2 separate regions of the Mus musculus genome follow, and region 1 is linked to region 2. A link is a contact called in public Hi-C data. All regions are on one chromosome and are shown on one strand. Each heading gives the region's core, a stretch centred on a gene start, on an enhancer-like site or on the middle of the called end of the contact. The rest is flanking DNA. Distances are from core to core; before and after follow the strand shown. Region 1 holds the start of Odr4 (odr4 GPCR localization factor homolog). Region 2 holds the start of Ccnt2 (cyclin T2).

The links. A called contact is a pair of places that touch in the nucleus more often than the background predicts.
Region 1: a contact with region 2 is called in a Hi-C map of uterus, with 10 times the contacts expected there. The contact joins the promoter of Odr4 here to the promoter of Ccnt2 in region 2. A contact is called at or near these places in 1 of 484 Hi-C or Micro-C datasets (uterus) and 1 of 9 other capture datasets (liver).

What each region holds. Positions count from the first base shown.
Region 1 is chr1:150,391,601-150,394,316 of GRCm38.p6, reverse strand. Odr4 (odr4 GPCR localization factor homolog) reads left to right here and starts at 1,262. Exons shown (of 14, transcript NM_145511.2): 1 at 1,262-1,627. Tpr (translocated promoter region, nuclear basket protein) reads right to left here and starts at 1,479. Exons shown (of 52, transcript NM_133780.3): 1 at 1,304-1,479; 2 at 659-961. The coding sequence starts at 1,373.
Region 2 is chr1:127,772,875-127,775,574 of GRCm38.p6, reverse strand. Ccnt2 (cyclin T2) reads right to left here and starts at 1,411. Exons shown (of 9, transcript NM_028399.1): 1 at 1,190-1,411; 2 at 393-474. The coding sequence starts at 1,347. It overlaps 2900009J06Rik (RIKEN cDNA 2900009J06 gene), which reads left to right and starts at 1,521. Exons shown (of 2, transcript NR_045298.1): 1 at 1,521-1,647.

The DNA.
Region 1 (2,716 bases), core at 13-2,512, about 23 Mb before region 2:
ATTTAAGCTATGTCTCTAATTTCCTTATACAAAAGCAACGACAAGAACGTACAAGCAGATATTTTTATTATATATTTCCTATCAAGTCTCAACGCTCTGGGAGAACCACCATATATTCATTTATCGCATTTCATTGCTCTTTCTAGTACCGTCCTTTTGTATACAAATTCCTCATCGCGACCATCTACTGCATTATTAGATCACAGGGTGCTATACACACTAAAACAAGGCACTAAAGGGGGGAAATGGGTAAAGGCTTATAAATCCAGTTTAAAAACAAACAAACTGGGGGGGGGGCGCTTAACTGTCATTTAAAGTACAGCAAAACAACATTAGATTAGGATTGCATAGTCCTAAAAATCTGGTGCAAACTGGGCCAAATTCTCCAGTTTCTGTCGGTGGGCCCATTGAGGAGTTTCCACAGAAGACTACGCTTAGTAAAAGGAAACCGAGGTAAACGAAGGTGGATTTAGATCGGGGAGGATCCCCCCGCCCCCCGATCTAAACCACACAGCGGGGAGAAGAGAGAAGGCCTCCGCTGCACATGGAGCCTGAGAAGCTGCTACCTGAACACCTCACCAGGGAGAAGAGGGCAGGCGTGCAAAGGAGGTCGGGCCCCAGCTCCAGACCGGAGCGCGAAGAGCGTCTCCACACTTACCACTCTCCACCTTAAATTTCTCGTGCCGCCCCTTCAGGCAGTCGATCTCGGACTGCTGCTCGGCCAGGAACTTCTCAAGTTTGTTCTGCGTCGACTTCGGCAGTTTGTTCAGTTCCGGGCGCTCCAGCACTTGCTGCAACACCGCCGCCATGTCGGCCGGGATCGCGGCAACAGCCGCAGCGGCTGAAGGAGAAGCCAAGGAGCAAGGAGAAGCGCGGAGCCCAGCCGCCGGAGCCGCCCCGTCCGCCGCCTCGCTCGCGGTCTCTCGCGCGCCTGCCCGCCTGAGACTCCCGCGGCGGGACCCTGGGAAAGAGAGTCCCGCGTTAGGTGCAGCCAGAGCCGCGCCGCCGCGCCCTCTCTGCGCACGCAGCCACCGGGAGCTAGGCACGCTGGGAAAGCGAGTTCACAGCAGCCTCGGCCCCAGTTTTTTGGGGATTTCACCGGTTTCCAGCCCCAGAGACTCTTGGGAAATGTAGTGTATTTCTCACCCGCTTACGCGCGCTCAGGCCGCACCTCTCGCCCCACTTCCTTCTTTCTCCCCGCCCCCGGCTCGCCTCCTATGGCTGTGACGAGTGCCCGCGCGGGGGCGCTACATAAGTACGCAGCCACCCTCGTCCTTATCCCGGAGGAGCAAGACGACCTTACCGTCAAAACCCCGGGATGTCATGGGTACTCCTCTGTGGCCACTTCTAGAAGCCGAGCCACCAGAGGTCATGGGTCACGGCAGGGTGTCTCGACAGGCTCTGGGCTACCGCCACGATCTTAACGGTGCCCCGAGAGGGGCGGGGTGCAGGCCTCCCTCGCTTGGGTAGAAGAGCTGCGGAGATGGGTGCGGGACGGCTTGCGTCATCAGTCTGCACCCGTTGGGGCCGCGACCCGCGTTTGGAGTAGGAAGTGTCTCTGCTGTCGCTTTCTGATGAGATCATTGGCTGTGGACGTGGGGACCTGAGTGGCACCTGGCCTTTGAAGGTAGCTACTTGTACCCTAACTCGAGTTCTCTCGCTGACAGAAAGCTCCAGGGATTTATTTGCCACATGTGCACATTCTGAGATCAAGTTAGTCGGCCAAGGAATATGTGTGCACCCGGGCACCACCAGCTTCCTTTTCGGGGAGAAAAGAAAGGATTTAGGGACCATATGGAACAGTCAGTCACTGGTGCACACTCAAGCCCTGTTCGGAGGAGATTAGCTTAGTGTCAAACCTGGTACCTACATGCTTTTGTGGGTGTGAGGTACCGAATGACTTAGTGCGAAATTAAAGTAGTCTGGTTAATATTTTAAACAGAAAAAAAATCAAATTTTGTTGTTTATGTAGTAAGATGACATTGCAGGCAAATGTCTGATGTTGACGTTTTTAATTTTAACATTTTTAGGACAGTTTTATTGAGACACTTGTCATTTTGCCACAGTAACAGAACTATGTCTGTTTCCCGAACACGACTCAGCAATATCAGCGTGTACTTCGTTTCATGGCTGGGTACTTTTCTGGAAGAATTTGTTGCCTTTTGATTGAAAATAAGGAGAGCACATGCCTGTGGTGTCAGCTACAGGGATTAAGAGGTGGGGGGGTTATCATTCCAGGACAGCCTGTGTTAGGAGTCAGGCTCTGTCTTAATGAAGGGGATGGGAGGGATTAAATTAGTAGGAGATTCATAACTGAATTCACAAGCTGAAGAAGAGGACAGGAGATGAGAACAGGAGATGTTCCTGCAATGATTCAATTGAAGGGCTGAGTATCATTGCCACCGCAAGCAAAACAGATTGAGAGAACTTAAATCCCACCTTTCACACTCACTACTTTAGTCATTTGGAGGAGTTATTTAACATTTCTTTTTGATTTCTTTATGTATAAAACGGAGACGACAATAATAGTACTTACCGTGCAGGAATTTGTATTAAATATCAATACATGTGAAGTCCTTAGAAAAATGTCCCGTGTAGAATTGAAGCAATATAGATAATTGTCATTGCAGACTGGTTACCTAAGTGGCTGTTATTAGGAGTTGTCTCATAGCAGCAATCACACATTTGTGCCTTCCCACCTTGCACAATTTGTAGA
Region 2 (2,700 bases), core at 162-2,661:
CTCCGCCAGGCTTGGTGGCACATTACTTAATCCCAAGCACTGGGGAGTCAGAGGTAGTAGATATCTCTTTTGAGTTCAAGGCCAGCCTGGTCTACATATTTAGGTCCAGGACAGCCAGACTTACAAGTGAGACCCTGTCTCAAAACAAAACAACACCCCCCTCCCCAACAAATCCAACAACAAAAGGCTAACACTGTGCTTTACAGCTTAATTAATAAAATTCTCTCTCACACACACTCCTCTGCACGAGGCAAAACGTTTATTGCATAACTCACATTTATAGTAAACGTAGAACGCTCAATTTATAAGTAAAAACAACGATCAACTAACTTGTTTTCGCATTATCTACTCATTTTAACATTCGGCGTCTAAAACAATAAAACAGTACTTACATTTCTGTTGAATTTGGTGAAGGAATGGTGCATATAAAACCTGTGCATATAAACAATCGCAGTGTTTATTGTAAGCTGAGAGCTGGGATGCAACGTTTAGAAAATAATCTAAGCAAAATGTTTCCAAAAACTAAATCAATTTGAATGGAAAAATCCCCTTTCCATTTACTCAAATCCAATCCTCAACCTGAAAGTATGCAGAAAGTCTGCGGGGAGAAGAGAAATCAGTCTGGATGCCAAATTATTCTAATACGCTACGTAGGGAGAGCCCAGGAATTATTTGCAATTAGGTTACAGCTTAGTACAGTAGAAATAAAGTAGTCGAAAGGCGCGCGCCACACACCCAAAGAACATGAAACATCTACGTGCGTTCCCCCGGCGCAACAGAGCCGCCCTGGAGCCGGCACGGAAGCCTCGGAAAACACTTTCCGTGGAACATCTGCGACCTCTCTACGTCTCAAGGCCTTTTCTGACTTCCGAAAGTGGAAGGGGCCGCCCCTTGGCTTTGCTCATCCCGGATTCCTCCTCTCTCGCCAGGGAAGCACTGCTATTCCCTCCCGCATCACGCGCTCCCAAACACAGGTTATACAACGCGGGCTCCCGGCCCGCCTTCCCCGGCACATCTCCTCTTTCTCCGGCTCGCCACGGCAGCTCGGGCCCTAGCTTTCTCTGTGTCTTTCCCGAGATCAAAAGACGGCAAAGGGAGCGGCGCCATGTTCCCGGGACACTAGGCCCGGTCACCCGGCGAGCGCGACCAGGGCGTGTGGGACGCAGGGCCGCAACTAGAAAAAGGATACACATTGAGACGTTGCCCCATGTCCTGGATGAGGTTGGCCGCCTGCTGGCGATGCGACAGCTCTTCATCCGCTTCCACTCCGCAGCGGCGGCTCGGCGTGTTCTCCAGCTGTTCCCGAGTAAAGAACCAGCGAGAAGAAGCTCCACGGCCCGACGCCATGACACTTCCTCCTCCGCCCGCGCCCTGAGCCCGCCCCCTCCCCGCCTGCCTCCGGGACTCCGCGCCAATGTGTCGAGGCCCCGCCCCAATGTGCTCTCCGTAGGGTGGGCCACGCCTTTTCCGGGCCTGCTGCTACCCACGCGCACGCGCAGGGACCCGCCCTGCCGGCTCGCGCTGGTCTTTTGCTTTCTCTTTCCGGCCTCCCTCCCCTTTCTCTCTCTCGGACCCGCGGGACCACAATGCTCTGCGCCTCTTGTCATTGGGAGACGCCGTAAAGTGGGGGTCACTCGGAAAGAAAAGGTCGACGCGGTGCATGCTGGATCTGGGAGGGGCTAAGGGGAAGGGGCGGGGCGAACAGGGAAGAGGTCCTGAGGCTGCCTAATAGGGCTTGGACGTTAGCTTTCAACTAAACGGTTTATTTTGTGGTCTGTGAGTTTGCGGGTGCGTTAAAGTCAGAAAAGGCTTTTCTAGTCTCGGCTTCGTGCTGTAGCTTCCATTTTCTTACATGTTGGTGGGTGTATTTTCTTAGCTTTGTTGACTCCTGTGTCCACGAATGGCTACCCTCCGGAGGAGTTAGCTAGGAAAGAACGCTAATTCTAGCAGTGAACTAACAGTGTCTTCTGGGTTTTTTGGTTTTGTTTTTTAAATCGCTAGTAGATGTTGGGGAGCATGCGCCTTTAAAACGTTACTTTAAACCTAAAGCCACTCAAGGGGTATGGGTTGTTTTAAAACGATGTGCCATGTGTCCCAGACTGGCTTTGTGTTCACTCTTGTAGCCAAGAATGACCTTGGATTTACTGTCCTCTTGCTTCCCCCTCGGAAGTGCTGGGATTACAAGGCCAGTGGCATCACTCTGCAGATATCTTTCTTATTAAGTTACCTGTCAAACAATATGAAGTTAATAATTGGAGGTCATGACTCTCTAGGCCTTCCATCCAGATGGGGTGTATGGTTTTGAAGGTCTGTGTGGTTTCTGCGGGTTGAGATTGGGGGATGGTTGGGGAGAAGCAGAACGCTGTAACTCAGGTTGTCCAGAAACAAAGTGCAGGGATTATAGGCTGGTGTGCCGCATCTTGGTTGAAGTGCTGGAGCAGAGGGCCTTAGGCATACTAGGCCAACAGTCTAACAAATGAGTGCAAGAGAAGCTAAGAAAAAAATTGTTTAGGATTTTATAAAGTAAGGTCTCTTATAACTGATGATTTATTTCCATCTTTTTGTAAGGAAGCACCACTCATTTGTTTACATGTTATCTGCCTCTGAGTTAATGCCTATTGTATATGACCAAATTACACTTTAGTTTTTAAGTATTTTCTGAAGACTGCAGTCAGTTATCGAAAACTGGCTTTTAAAAAG